5 separate regions of the Sus scrofa genome follow, and regions 2, 3, 4 and 5 are each linked to region 1. The links are chromatin contacts, called in public Hi-C, HiChIP or PLAC-seq and promoter capture Hi-C maps. All regions are on one chromosome and are shown on one strand. Each heading gives the region's core, a stretch centred on a gene start, on an enhancer-like site or on the middle of the called end of the contact. The rest is flanking DNA. Distances are from core to core; before and after follow the strand shown.

Evidence for each region. Promoter capture Hi-C pulls out the DNA fragments that hold promoters and counts their contacts. Hi-C and Micro-C count contacts between places; a contact is called where the count stands out from the background. HiChIP or PLAC-seq counts read pairs in DNA pulled down with a chosen protein or histone mark.
Region 2: a contact with region 1 is called in a Hi-C map of liver, with 5 times the contacts expected there. The contact joins the promoter of HSP90AB1 here to the promoter of VEGFA in region 1. A contact is called at or near these places in 1 of 5 promoter capture datasets (fetal liver), 5 of 47 Hi-C or Micro-C datasets (fetal heart ventricle, heart right ventricle, liver and 2 more) and 1 of 2 datasets of contacts at active chromatin or transcription factors (alveolar macrophages).
Region 3: a promoter capture Hi-C map of fetal liver shows a contact between it and region 1, with 3 times the contacts expected there. The contact joins the promoter of MRPL14 here to the promoter of VEGFA in region 1. A contact is called at or near these places in 2 of 5 promoter capture datasets (fetal liver and liver) and 1 of 2 datasets of contacts at active chromatin or transcription factors (alveolar macrophages).
Region 4: an H3K27ac HiChIP or PLAC-seq map of alveolar macrophages shows a contact between it and region 1. The contact joins the enhancer-like site here to the promoter of VEGFA in region 1. A contact is called at or near these places in 4 of 5 promoter capture datasets (fetal liver, fetal skeletal muscle and liver), 35 of 47 Hi-C or Micro-C datasets (adipocytes, adipose tissue, alveolar macrophages and 18 more) and 2 of 2 datasets of contacts at active chromatin or transcription factors (alveolar macrophages and skeletal muscle).
Region 5: a contact with region 1 is called in an H3K27ac HiChIP or PLAC-seq map of alveolar macrophages. The contact joins the enhancer-like site here to the promoter of VEGFA in region 1. A contact is called at or near these places in 4 of 5 promoter capture datasets (fetal liver, fetal skeletal muscle, liver and 1 more), 11 of 47 Hi-C or Micro-C datasets (adipocytes, adipose tissue, alveolar macrophages and 6 more) and 2 of 2 datasets of contacts at active chromatin or transcription factors (alveolar macrophages and skeletal muscle).

Annotation. Positions count from the first base shown.
Region 1 is chr7:38,745,820-38,748,366 of Sscrofa11.1, forward strand. VEGFA (vascular endothelial growth factor A) reads left to right here and starts at 1,279. Exons shown (of 7, transcript NM_214084.1): 1 at 1,279-1,350. The coding sequence starts at 1,285. It overlaps LOC106504420 (a long non-coding RNA gene), which reads left to right. Exons shown (of 3, transcript XR_001297869.2): 3 at 1-549.
Region 2 is chr7:39,242,490-39,245,036 of Sscrofa11.1, forward strand. HSP90AB1 (heat shock protein 90 alpha family class B member 1) reads left to right here and starts at 1,285. Exons shown (of 12, transcript NM_001244433.1): 1 at 1,285-1,526.
Region 3 is chr7:39,137,056-39,139,602 of Sscrofa11.1, forward strand. MRPL14 (39S ribosomal protein L14, mitochondrial) reads right to left here and starts at 1,281. Exons shown (of 3, transcript XM_001929561.5): 1 at 1,159-1,281. It overlaps TMEM63B (CSC1-like protein 2), which reads left to right and starts at 629. Exons shown (of 24, transcript XM_005666056.3): 1 at 629-903.
Region 4 is chr7:39,077,896-39,080,442 of Sscrofa11.1, forward strand. No RefSeq gene overlaps it. Among named protein-coding and RNA genes, the nearest start is that of TMEM63B, 59 kb to the right of the region's middle. Within about 2 kb of position 1,281, at least 37 of the 83 cell types and tissues checked have an H3K27ac peak or open chromatin away from gene starts, as enhancers often do. A contact at or near this core is called in alveolar macrophages, fetal skeletal muscle and retroperitoneal adipose tissue, where this site is marked.
Region 5 is chr7:39,061,595-39,064,141 of Sscrofa11.1, forward strand. No RefSeq gene overlaps it. Among named protein-coding and RNA genes, the nearest start is that of C7H6orf223, 69 kb to the left of the region's middle. Within about 2 kb of position 1,282, at least 30 of the 83 cell types and tissues checked have an H3K27ac peak or open chromatin away from gene starts, as enhancers often do. A contact at or near this core is called in alveolar macrophages and retroperitoneal adipose tissue, where this site is marked.

The DNA.
Region 1 (2,547 bases), core at 29-2,528:
ATGTTGAGGCTGTGACCCTTGGTGGGGGTCGAGCTTCCCTTCGCTGGGGTGAAATGGGGGCCCAGGCTTCGTTCGGTATCCCTAGGGAAAGGCAGCGCCAGGGGTCGGAGCCGCGCGCGGAGGGGACGGACTCCAGGGTTGAGGCTGGGCCTGTCCCCGCCCCTGGGCGTGTCGGGGGCGTGCCGGGGCGGGGCCAGGCCTTCTTTTTAGTCAGCTTCTAGCGGTGAAGAGCGCAGAGGCTTGGGGCAGCCGGGCTGCTGGGAGGCCGCGGCACTGGGGGCGAGAGGAGCCGGCGGCAGCGGCGCTCGGTCGAGAGACGCATCCGCAAGGCGGACGAGCCGGCGGGGTCACCAGCTTGGGGGTCTCCGCGCTGGAATTTGATATTCATTTATCCAGGGCTCACCCTCCTCCTTTTTTTCGGAGACATTTTTGGAAAACCGTATTCTTTTCCGTTTTAATTTATTTTTGCTTTCCATTCCCCGCTAAATCGGGCCGATCGTTTGGGGAGATTGCTCCTTTACTCCCCCAAATCACTTCGGATTTTGGAAACCAGCAAAGAGAAGAAAGAGGTAGCAAGAGCTCCAAAGAGAAGTCGAGGAAGAGAGAGAGACCGGGTCAGAGAGCGCGCGCGGGCAAGCAAGAAACGAGAGGGACAGGGGCAAAGTGAGTGACCTGCTTTTGGGGGTGACCGCCAGAGCGCAGCGTGAGCCCTCCCCCTCGGGATCCCGCGTCGGACCAGCAGCGCTGACGGACAGACAGACAGACACCGCCCCCCGCCCCAGCGCCCACCTCCTACCCGGCCGGCGGCCGACCGTGGACGCGGCGGCGAGCCGCGGGCAGGAGCCGGAGCTCGCGCCCGGAGGCGGGGTGGAGGGGGTCGGGGCTCGCGGCGTTGCACTGAAACTTTTCGTCCAACTTCTGGGCTGTTCTCGCTCCGGAGGAGCCGTGGTCCGCGCCGGGGCAGCCGAGCCGAGCGGAACCGGGAGAAGTGCTAGCTCGGGCCGGGAGGAGCCGCAGTCGGAGGAGGGGGAGGAGGAAGAAGAGAAGGAAGAGGAGAGGGGGCCGCGGTGGCGACTCGGCTCTCGGAAGCCGGGCTCATGGACGGGTGAGGCGGCTGTGTGCGCAGACAGTGCTCCAGCCGAGCGCGCGCCCCAGGCCCTGGCCCGGGCCTCGGCTCCGGGAGGAAGAGGAGCCCGCCTGGGCGCTGAGGAGAGCGGGCCGTCCCGCAGCCCGAGCCGGAGAGGGAGCGCGAGCGGCGCCGGCCCCGGCCGGGCTTCCGAAACCATGAACTTTCTGCTCTCTTGGGTGCATTGGAGCCTTGCCTTGCTGCTCTACCTCCACCATGCCAAGGTAAGCGGCCGTGCCCGCCTGGCGCCGCGGGCCGCTGCGAGCGCCTCTCCCGGCTGGGGACGTGCGTGCGAGCGCGCGCGTGGGGGCTCCGTGCCCCACGCGGGTCCTTGGGCACCGGGCGCGCGGCTTCCCCTCTATCCTCGTACATGTAGGGGGAGGGGGCGCGCGCTAGGTGGGAGGGCACCGGGCTAGAGTCTCACCGCCCACGCGGGCCCTGCCCACCCACCAGAGTCACCGCACGTACGATCTGGGCCGACCAGCCGAGGGCGGGAGCCGGAGGAGGCGGCTGAGGGGGCTGGGCTTGCGCTGCCGCCGGCGGCTGAAGTTTGCTCCCGGCCGCTGGTCCCCGAGAACTGGAAGTCCGGGCAGCGGGGGCGGGAGTCGGAGCCCAGCGGGCGGGGGTGGGGGTGCTCGGACCTTGGACCGGAGGAGGGCAGAGAGCGTAGAGGGGGCAGGGCGCCGGCAGGAGAGGGGGCTGGCTGTCACTGCTGCTCGATCTCTGCGGCCCTCGCCGCGAGTTGCGGAAAAGTTTTTGGGTGGATTGCTGCTGGGACCCCCTCCTCTCCGCCGGACCACCTGCGCCGCACCACCCCCGCCCGTCCTCGCTCGCGTCCCGCTCGGTGCCCGCCCTCCCCCGCCCGGCCGGGCGCGCGCGGCGCGGAGCCGATTACATCAGCCCGGGCCTGGCCGGCCGCGTGTTCCCGGAGCTGCGGCGGCCCGAGCCGGGAGCCCGGGGCGGCAAGCGGCGCCCCTCCCCCCGCCGGCCCTCCGCGGGAAGGTGACCTCTCGAGGTAGCCCCAGCCGGAGGACCCGGAGAACCACCCCTATCCCCTCCCGCCGTTCCCGGCCCCTAACCCCGTCCTAGGAGGAATTTCCTGACGCCCCTTCCCCATTTCCTCCTTGGCTCGAAGCGAAACCCTTGTCACCCCTTTATTTTCACTCCCTTATGCCGAGAAGACCCATCTAACCCCTCGCTGGCCCCAGAGTCCGGGGGAAGAATGGCCACTGTCAGGAGTCGGGCTGCTGGGGCCCAGCCGGTGCTTTGTCGAGACTCTACCTAAAGTCCCGACTTGGTGACAGCCTGCTTCCTTCTCCTCCCCCACATTTCCGAGGGAGCTGTACTTTAGCTTTTATGGGGGTGGCCTAAGGGAGGGTTTAAAGAGTGTCGTTTTCCCATTTTACACTTTTAGGGAAAAT
Region 2 (2,547 bases), core at 35-2,534, 500 kb after region 1:
CGGCGCAGGGAGCGGTCATTCTCTCCCGGAGGGGCTGTGGGGCGGGTGAGCTCCAGAGATGAGGCCTTGGAAAGGCGAGGACAGCGTACCCGCCCCGAAGGCAAGCAAAAGCGGCAGGGCCAGGCGAGGCAGCTGGGCCGGCGCTTGGCTTGGGGGCTCCGGCGCCGCAGCAGCTGAAGGGGAACAACCTGGTTCTGCCCGCCAGGAGCGAGCAGCCCTTTGGCCAGCATGAAGGCGCTGGTGTCTTCATGCCACCTCCTAGAACCCCCGCCACCCAGCGGGGGTCCCTGGAGATCCTCCCCTCCCCAGACCTAGACAGTTGCAGGAGGGGAAAGAATTTTTGTAAAAAGAAAAGGAAACCAGATTGTATGTGCATGCCCCTGCGTGCGACACGCGTGGGCGGCTGCAGAGGCTGGGGAGGGTTTCTCAGGTAGCGACGCCACCCTCAGTCTCGGCTCCGAAGGCGGTTCTCGCAGAGCCGCCCCAATAACCCGTGTGCTGTGTGACTGACGGGGGAGAAAGGGGGGATCATCCCTGTTCCACCCCACCCTGGACGCAATGCTGAGCGAGCTGGGTCTGGCGGGTGGCGAAGAGGGTGCCGGGTGTAGTTGCCCGCCAGCAACATAGGATCGAAGTTGCCCACCTCTCCCGGAGATTCAAGCATAACGTTGGAGAGGCGGAGCCGCCGCAGAGGCACAGCCCAGTCCGCAGAAAAAGGGGTGGAGCCCCAAGGGAAGAGGGCGGGGCGGGGCGGGACAGGACCGTAGAGGCGGATCTGGAAACTGCTGGAAGATCGCAGCACCGCCACTGTCGCTCCTTCCGCCGCTTGCAGACAAAGAGTGCCCTCCACACCCGAGCCGGCGACCTTCTAGCAGCGGAAGCCACGCCCCGCAGCGAGACGCTGGCACTGCCCATTGTCCCCTGGGAGTGCCAGGGTTCGCGGGCTGCCCAAAGTTCGGCTTCAAATTCCCCAGTGTCCCCGGAAAGGACCCTTTCCCCTTATTGGGCAGTAGGAATGTGTAAGGAAGATTGTAGCAGGGAGGGAGCATAGGTGGGAGTAGTTGGTCCCCTTTCAGGTGTTCCTCTGGGATTCTTTGGTGTGGAGGCACCTGCTCTACAGGTTTTTACTGAGGTCAGCGGGGATTCTGTTCCCTAGAGCCACGGCATTTGTCCTATGAGTATACCCAACATCTAGCTCTGGTGGTGTCCTGTCTTCAGGACGCGGAGATGGGACTAAGAAAAAGTCTACACATGCGCGCCCTTGCTCTTCACCGCCCCCTCCCCTATTTTGGACCATGACGTAAAGGTGGGCGGGCAGCGGCAGGTGCGGGGCTGACAGACAGCCTCCTTTAAGGCGGAGGGATCTGGGGGCGGGCAGCGAAGGTGTGCTTCGCCTTATATAAAGCGACTGGGGTCTCACAGCCGTTCTCTTGAGTCACCCCCCGCGCAGCCTTGTTCTGGCGTGAGAGCCGGAGGCAGTCCTTCCCCGCTCAGCTTTGTGGTGTTTGTGATCCTTATCCTTTAAGGTAAGGTTGCACTCTTAAGGCATTTCTGGTTAAATTTCAGGTTGCTTTCGTCCATTCTGTCCTTTCTGAGACCCAAGTTTTTGTCGTGCTGGGGCGGTTTGCTGGACAACGCTCCCAATTTTTTTAGAGGGTGGGTGGAAGGGAGCTCTCGAGTTTAGCTTTTCCTTCCATGCTTGGTGTCGGGCCTTCTAGGCGGCTGTTAGGCCTGGGCGAGTGGGGCTGGGGGACTGGGCGGCTACACGTGGTAGCCGCGCCGGCCCGGGACGCTGCCATGTTTGCCCCTCTACTTCCGGACGCGACTACGGGGCGCCAGAGGGTGGGCAAGGTTGGTGGGTGTGCGGGCCCGGTGTGACTCAGCACAGCATGGTTCTGGGTAGGTTTTGCCATCTCTTTTATAGAAGGGAGTTTTTCTAGTCCTTAGTGTGAGGGTTTGCGGCAAAGGATGCTTTGGAGCTCCAGTGGCCCATCGTGCTTCCTGCTTCGAGCTCATTCCTGCAGTCAGGGTGGAGGGGTAGCGGAGGAGGCAGGCTTGAGAATTTATGGGAGCATTTCTTCGTCGTCCTCTTTTCTCCCCGTTGGCTGGAATTGTTCTGGAAGGTTCTGGAACTCGGCGCCCCGCCCTGGTGCCCGGATGCTGAGGCGAAGGGAGGCTGCGCGGTGGCGCCCCCTCCTCGCGTGGTCCTGGCCGACGCATGTCCGGCATCGACGAGCGTCGGCCCCGCGGACTACGCCACCATCTTAGTTGTATTTGGTTTGGTCCTGTACCTCAGTCACGTGTGCTACAGGGACAGAGTGGAGCCTTTTGCTTTATCGGTTCTTTGTCTTAATGGCATCCCAAGTGGGTATCCCACGATTCTCTCGCGTTAGCCTCCCTTACCACGTGAGGTAGCAATTTCACATCTTCCTGGAGGTGAAGGGAGAGCAGTTTCAAATGATAGCCCCTTTAAGGTAAAACTGGTCTGTTTGGGGGGGGGGCTCCCTCCCCTCCACCAGAAATGGTAGAACCGTAGTTACTAATTTG
Region 3 (2,547 bases), core at 31-2,530, 390 kb after region 1:
TCCTTAACCCACTGAGCAAGGGCAGGGATCGAACCCGCAACCTCATGGTTCCTAGTCGGATTCGTTAACCACTGCGCCACGACAGGAACTCCATTTCTTAAATGATAGCCACGATCCACCAAATGGACTTCCAATCAACCAACGGGATGCAGTTTGAATGAGGATTCAGTTTGAACTGCATCAAAACCTTACAGTTATATCCCACAAGCTACTAATGAACTCTTTTAAAAAAAAAACAGCAGACAGCAAAGACACTGACCAACCACAAGAACCAGACACACCAGGTAGGCAGTGCCCTTCCTCGGTCCAGCAGCCCAGACTGAAGCATCTCCCAACCTTCCCACTTTTCCCCAGCAGCCTAAGTCGCTCTTTTGTGAAACCCTTTATCAATTCAGTCCATTCAATCTCTTAGGGTGGCAAAGTTCAATTACTGCCCATCGTGTAAAGCACTATTTCTCTTCTGTCCCAGACTGTCTCTCTTCAAGCCTGAAGGGATAAGACCCTTCCAGGAACCCAAAATTGAACGAACAAGTTGGTACTCCGTGTGACTTTGTGATCTGTCCTGTGGGTAACATACAGGAGTATGCACACGCGCAGACACACCCACACCCACATCTCTCTCATCTTCCCAGTCTTAATCCCTGGCAGATGCAGCCTCTGGTGAAATGAGAAACCTGGGAACCCCCTGGGGCCGGGGGAGCCACTCATCGGCATGACAGTGAAAGCGGTGGACTCATTCTCCACAGTACAGAAGTGCCAGCAAACGAGTCACAAAGTCATCTCAGGGCCCGGGTTGGAAAAGGAAAGGGAGAAGTAGACAAACCCGAGGAGCTGCGCCAGAGTGACCGACCGAGGCCACCTCGCGTGGCCGGCCAGCACCCCGCCCCTTCCTCGGGAAAGTAGGTAAGCGGGGGCGCGGGGTCGCAGAGGCCACGGGAGCCCGGGCGACCTTGGGGAGTGGGAGGGCGGAGGGTCTGGGTTAGAGGCCTCCCTCCCCGTCGGGACCCTCCCACTGCCCCTCTGCCCCCAAAGGGCCCAAGATCCTCCCCTTCCTCACCCACCCAGGGGAGTCCGCCTCCCCTACTGCGGGGAGCAGAGAGAGAGGGGAAGCAGCAGAGTTAGGAGCGTGACGTCCCCTACCCGCCCCCCACTCCATACCGCCTTCGCCGCCCTGGAATATCCCGCTGCAGGCCCCACTGGCCCAGGGCCGCCTTCCCCCCCACGCGGCCTGTAGTCCTGCGCCTGCGCATCGGACCCAGCTGGGCGGGCGGCGATCTGAGAGTGCGCGCGCGCCTTGCGTGAGCTGGCGTGGGGGGTGGGACCTTCGTGGCCACGCCCCTCCTCCTCCCCCTCCCTCCTCCCGCTCCCCCTCCCCCAGACACAGCCGCGGCCGCCGCAGGAGCCCGGAGCTCGAGCCGCCCAGCGACTCCCCCTCCCCCTCCCCCAGCCCCGCCCCGCCCCAACCCGGGGCTCGGAGCTGGAGCCGAGTCTGCGCCTGGGGGTGAGTACGCGACCCTTCCCCGGCCCCCTCTCTTTTCTTTGAGGATCCCACCACCATCCAAAGAAAAACCCCGGACTCGGCTGCGCGTCCCCTCCCTTCAGCCTCCTGCGGGACCCAGAGGTGCCCGGGCCCGCGGGACCCAGTGGTGCCGGGCGCTGCCCCCAACCCCGCACCATCCTGAAGCAATAATATGAGTCCTCCACCCCCTACAGGGGGTCCAGAGGTACACCGCCTTGTGTCCCCACCCCTTGAGAGATCCGAGGGGTGGGACCCCTCTCCCCTGGCCCCCTAGCTCCTCTCTTCTCCCACCTGCCCGGTCCAGGTGCGCGTCCCCTCCGCGCCCCTCCGGGGTTCCAGCTGCGCCCCATCAGCCCGCCGCCGCTGTGGGGAATCTGCCGCCCCCGCCCCCGAGTTTTGGATTCCACTGTCGCCAAGTCCAATGCCCTCGGTGTCTTTTATCTTTTCTCCTGCTCCAGGGGCCGAGTACCCCCGAGGTCGGCCCGGGGTAGGGGTTTGGGCTCCGGCAAAGGCAGGGTTCGCGAGTGCTGGCATGAGGCCGGCCGCTGCCCCAGCCCGACTAGGGACTGGTTGGAGGACTGGGGAGGCGACTGGCCCCGGGAGCGTGTCCTCTCCTTGCGCCCCGCACAGTGCAGTTCATTCATGAGCTGCCCGGGCCTGCCTTGGAGGGTGCGGTGGGGAAAAGATTCGGACGCGGAACCGGAGTGGGGCAAAGGCCCTGTTGGGGGGAGGGGGTGTGCTTTGTCCCTCCTGGCCTTCTTGACTACCTAGAGAGGACAGTTCCAAAGCTTTGGCGCCTTGTTCCCCAGAAGAGAAGGACGCTTGGGAAGTGGCGATGAGAGGTCAGAGGGGCCGGCTGCCCTTGAGGCTCTGTGCTGCCACCTGCCTAGGTCCTCTGGGTGGAGGTCTGGCCACTCAGCGCTCCACTTCCCAGGAGGCGGGTGGGGGGCGTTCGGCCAGCCGGAGGGTCAGGACTCCTGTACCTAGGACCACTCTGGAGCCTCTCCCTGGGTCTGCAGCAGCCCGGG
Region 4 (2,547 bases), core at 31-2,530, 330 kb after region 1:
GCTCCCCTTAGACGGGAAACTGAGGCTCAATGAGAAAATTTGAGCAAGGTCAAGTTAACATGTGAGAAAAAACCCTCAGCCACCTTCACCCCACATGCCACCAGCCAGTCCCCTTCAACTCATCCCCTCTAACAGGAGGTCCAACAGGTGGCCAGTCCTATTCAAACCCCCCATTTGAGGAGTTCCCATTGTGGCTCATCAGGTTAAGAACCTGACTAGTATCCATGAAGATGTGGGTTTCATCCCTGACCTCGCTCAGTGGGTTAAGGATCTGGCGTTGCCGCAAGCTGTGGCATAGGTCACAAATGTGCCTTGGATCTGGCATTGCTGTGGCTGTGGCTGTGCCAGCAGCTGCAATTCTGATTCCACCTCCAGCCTGGGAACTTCCATATGCCATGGGTGCGGCCCTAAAAAAAAAAAAAAAAACAACCTTTGCAAGGGCCTGCACCTGCCTTGCCCAAGGCCGGAGCAGCACAGAGAGGCCTCATCCCATGCCTCTGAGGGGCAGGGAGGGTGGAGTGAGGTGCCAGCCTATGCCAACTAGGGAAGGAAGGGGCAGCCTCCAGGCCACCCATTTACCAGCTTCCAGGGTCAGGAGCTCAGAAAGTGGGGAGGGTGCCTGGGGAATTAGGAGATCACTTCCAAGATGAGCACTGCCTGTCACAGGCTGGCATGTCCTCTCCCCACAGACTGTGTTCACCATACCACACCTTTGCCAGCAGTGTGGGCAGAGCCCAGTCCTCTCCTGGATGCCGCAGGGAGTGGGAGTTGTACAGGTGACATACAGAGGGAAGAGGTGACAGGGATAGAGGTCAAAGAACTCATTTGTTTGTCCTTGACAGCCATCTGTCAAGGGCCTCTAGAGGCCTCGTATGGCCTGCCCTGGATTCTGGTACAGCTGAGAGCTCCTGGGGCAAAGGTGGAACTATAGAGTTGTGAATCTAGTCCCCAAGGGACCAGAGTTTTCAGCCGTCTGTGACCCCCAGCCCAGGACCCAGCCAACTGTCAAACAATGACCCAGGGGATGAAGAGGGCTAGAGAATCAATTCATTTCAGCACCCAGCTACCGTGAAGCGCCTACTGCGCGCGAAGGTCCGTGCCGTTGGAGTGGATGATGAAAAGGGGCCTGGGGAGAGGTAGGGTTTGCTGGAAGGCGGACAGAATGCAGAGGATGACCCGGAGCGGAGGGTACCCCACCACCGAGCATCCCCATCCACCGCGCGCAGAGGAGCCGCGCGCTCCAGGGACCGGCGCGCGCGCTCCGGGCCGGCGCCGCACGCGCACGCGCACCCGCAGCCGCTCCCCCGCCCGTGCGGCTCCGGCTCCCGCGCGCGCGCACTTGAGGCCTCCCTTGTGCGTCTCCTCCATTCGCTACGTGCAGAATGGTCCGTCGGCAGCAGCTGCAGCGCCGGGTGGGAGGGGGAGGAGGAGGGGAGGGGGAGGCGGCGCCCAGGTCTGGAGGAGGGGCCGTGGCGGGACGGGACGCCGAGGGCTGGGGGAGAGGGGCTGCGAGGGGACCCTGGGTGGGCGCCACGCTCTCCCCCTCCCCCCCTCGCCGTCGCTCCCTACTTCAAGGCCATTCCGGCCAGCCCCCTGTTCCCTCCCTGGACGTCTCGGAACCTAGCCGACCAAGAGGGTTTTTCTCCGTGTTGTCCTTTCCCCCAAAACCCAAAACCCAAACCCAAGAAAGAACCACTCCTGCTGTCCCCGCTCCCCTCTTCCCCTTCCAGTACCATTCCCAGGCTTTTGTGTGAGTGAGATGACCCACAGCCAGTGCTTCTCCATTCCGCCTTTCATGGGGTGGGGTCCCTAAGAGGTACTGTAGCCTCATCCTCCTCTCTCTTACCACCCTCCCGGAGGAAGGGAGATGGACAGGATGGACGCTGGAGTCTATTTCCCAGGGTTTCCACAGGGGTAAGCCCAGCGTCTCATACACGCACTCGAAGAGGGCGGCAGAAAGGTCTGATGGCCCCGAAGAACAGGCTGCTCTATGTCCAAAGGACTGAATATTAGGAGGATCCCCCCTGGACTGGCATGAATTCACTGGCCTTACGGGGCTGTGTCCTATACACCTGTGTGTAAAGAGCTCCCCAAGAATGCAGTGATTAGAAGCCACCAAAGGATGGATGATATATCTCTGGAAGATCCCAGACAGACCAGCCCCCCGGTGCTGCCAGGAATCCAGATGTGGCCCAGATGTCCACAGCAGCTCCTCCCACAGGGTGGGACACCAGCTATTCTATACAGCCCCTCCCAACACTTCTCTCAGGGTCAGGGGAGGAAAGCTGGCGACCTCCAGTGCCCCGTCCTCATTTGGGCTGCTGGGAGGGGGCAGCGCCTTCATCCTCTGCCCTCCAGGGGCCACCTGGGTTCACGTCCAAGGCAGCCACCTGGGTTCAACATGTGGTCCAATCTCTAGCCCTCTGCTGACAGGTTAAGTCTAGATCGCCAGGAAGAAAGGCGTCCTGGGTCAGTTTCCTTTCACACAATCGGACCCATGAGCCTGGGTTTTGCACAGTGCCTCGATCCAGGGAAGCGGATTCGCTC
Region 5 (2,547 bases), core at 32-2,531, 320 kb after region 1:
TGAACGTCCTCCCACTCAGCACGGCCCCAACCTCAGACCACGGAGATCCCCACAGAAGGCAAAATCAATCTGCACTGGTTATTTCTGGAGGGATGGGAGCATCCCTGCCTCTGGGCCTCCTTTTACTCCTAGGATCCTTCACTCTCCCTCTCCTGGAACTGAGGCCCAAGCAGGCAGAGTCAGGCCAAAGAGGGCAAGAAAACAGGTCTCCAACGTGTCTTGGAGGGGGATGTCCAAAGCATGGGGCCAGAGGACGAACGGGGTCAACAGGGCCACCTCTCTGTCCACTGCAGGGGTGCAGGTGGAATTCAGAGGGACTGACACCCTAGGCGGTGCCAGGGGCCCCACCAGCTGGGGCTGGAGGACCAGATGCTCTTAGCACAGCCCCTCCGCCTGAAGCACCAGGGGAACCCTCTCCCCACTCCGTCTTCCCCTAAACATCTCAGGACGTGATGGGAGCACCGCCCCAGGCTCCCTGAGCCGCGGGGGCAGCAGACACTGGTCTTCAGTAAGGAGTGGAGAGGGATCAGCACACATCACATCACCCTTGGCACAGCCCCCATTGGCGGGCACCCTGCCACCGTGTCAGCCAGCATTCTCCCTGCAGAGGCCTTGTGAGCAGAGGAGGGAGGCCGGGGGGTTGCACCCACTAGCAACGGCCCAGGCCCCTAGAAGCCCCCGACCCCCACCCCTTCGCCCCCGGGCCCTGCCTTCCCTGGGTGCGGTTGGTAGTTCTTTTTTATCTGTGTGACCATTTGCTTTCAGCCTCTCCTCCAGGCTCCGTGAGAACAAGACTGAGTCTGCGCCGTTCACCAGTGTCTCCAGAGCACCTGGCAGGTTTGTTGAAAGAAGAAGAAAGGAAGAAAGGAAGGAAGCTTGAATGAAAGCGCCCCATTCCTGTCCACACCCTTGCCCTTTGCACAGAACCTGCAGGTGCCCAGACTTGGGGGATGGAGCCCATCTTGCCAGAGCTGGGAATCCAAGGTCAACCCCAGAGCAATTCTAAGGCTGTTTGTTAATCAAGGAAGACTTCCCTGTGGAGGGGGCAAGGATCCTGCCGGGTGGCGGGGGGTGGGGAGGGGGGCATGCACGGCGGGGGTGGGGTGGGGAGGGGAGTCCCACCTCACATCTGCTCTTCCTGTTCATCGCCTATTTCCGGCGGGAAGTCCCAGAGGCCAGAGGTTACGTCTGGGTCTCAGGGCCCTCCTCCGTACACCCTCATCGGAGCTGCGCGTGGCAGGCCCAACCATCGGCGGCCTGCTGTGACTCACAGCTCATGAGCCTTTCCTCTTGGCCAGAGATCATCAGGGAGCAGATATTACAGTAACATTACTAACCACATGTCATGGCCATGACCGAGCTTATGCTCAGAGCACCTCCCCCCACCCCGAGGGCACAGTCGTGACCTCACCCTTGAGGGTCAGCAGCAAGGAAAGGCCGTCCTTTCCAGAGGCAGGGGGATGGCCTGGATGATGCTGGTCTGCTGGAGAGTCTGGCTGCACACGCTCGCCTCTCTCCCACCCCAAGCGGCCCAGTTGGGGGAGAGGCTCAACCCCCCGCTGCTCCCGCCCCACCAAGGTGGCCAGGAGGGGGAAGGGGAAGTGGCAGAGGTTTCCCTGTCCTTGCCTTCCTCACTGCCTGGGCCAGGATGCTCATGCTGGGGAAAGTGGCGTCTGAGGATGTGGCCGCAGTGGCCGGCTCCTGGCGCCAGCAGAAATCCCCAAACCCGTCAGTGGACCCTGTTCAGACGCGTCTGCTGACCATGGCACTGAGTAAGTGCTGAGGAGACACTGCAGACTGATGTCACACCACCCCGCCTGCCCTCTCCTCCAGACAGGCCCTCCTGGAACCCAGACCATTCCAGTTCCTCCTGTCAGACCCCGAGACGGCCTGGGGCATCCGCTCCTCCAGGGAGGACTCCCTGGGAAAGAAAGGAACGTGCAGGACCTGGGCTCAGAGCCCAGCTGGGTGCTCATAGCAAAGTCAAACCTCTCTGGGCCTCGATTTCCCCAGCTGTAAAGTGGGACTAAGATGAGCTGCCCCTTGGGCGGCCATGAGAAGAAGTGCACCTGCACCGGCCGGGCAATGAACAGACTACAGCCCATGGCAGCCAGTCTTGGTGTTGCACTGCTGCCATTAATAGCTCCAGGCAGGCAATATCGAGTCTCAGGAGGAACTGGGGCATCAGGGAAGGGAGGGAAGCAGGGCTGTAGGAGGGGGGAGTTGGGAAGGCCCCGACCACCCTCTATGGGTTATGGACTAAAGGAACGAGGGGCTGGTGGCAGACACTGTTGCCCTCCAAACATCCCACCCTCCCCAGTTTTCAGCAAGACCCCCATGGGAAAGCATCCCTTGGGCCAGGGATGGCTGGGGGACTGAGAGATGGCCAGGGGGGTATAAGCAGAGTGTGACTTCCAGGACATTTCCTTAAAGGGAAGATGCAGGCTCTTCTTCAGTGCTGTCTTCCTCCTTCCCACTGGCTGGAGCTCCAGCGGCTGTCTTGAGCCATGAAATGACCTTGGACATGGAAATGACACCTAGCAAATC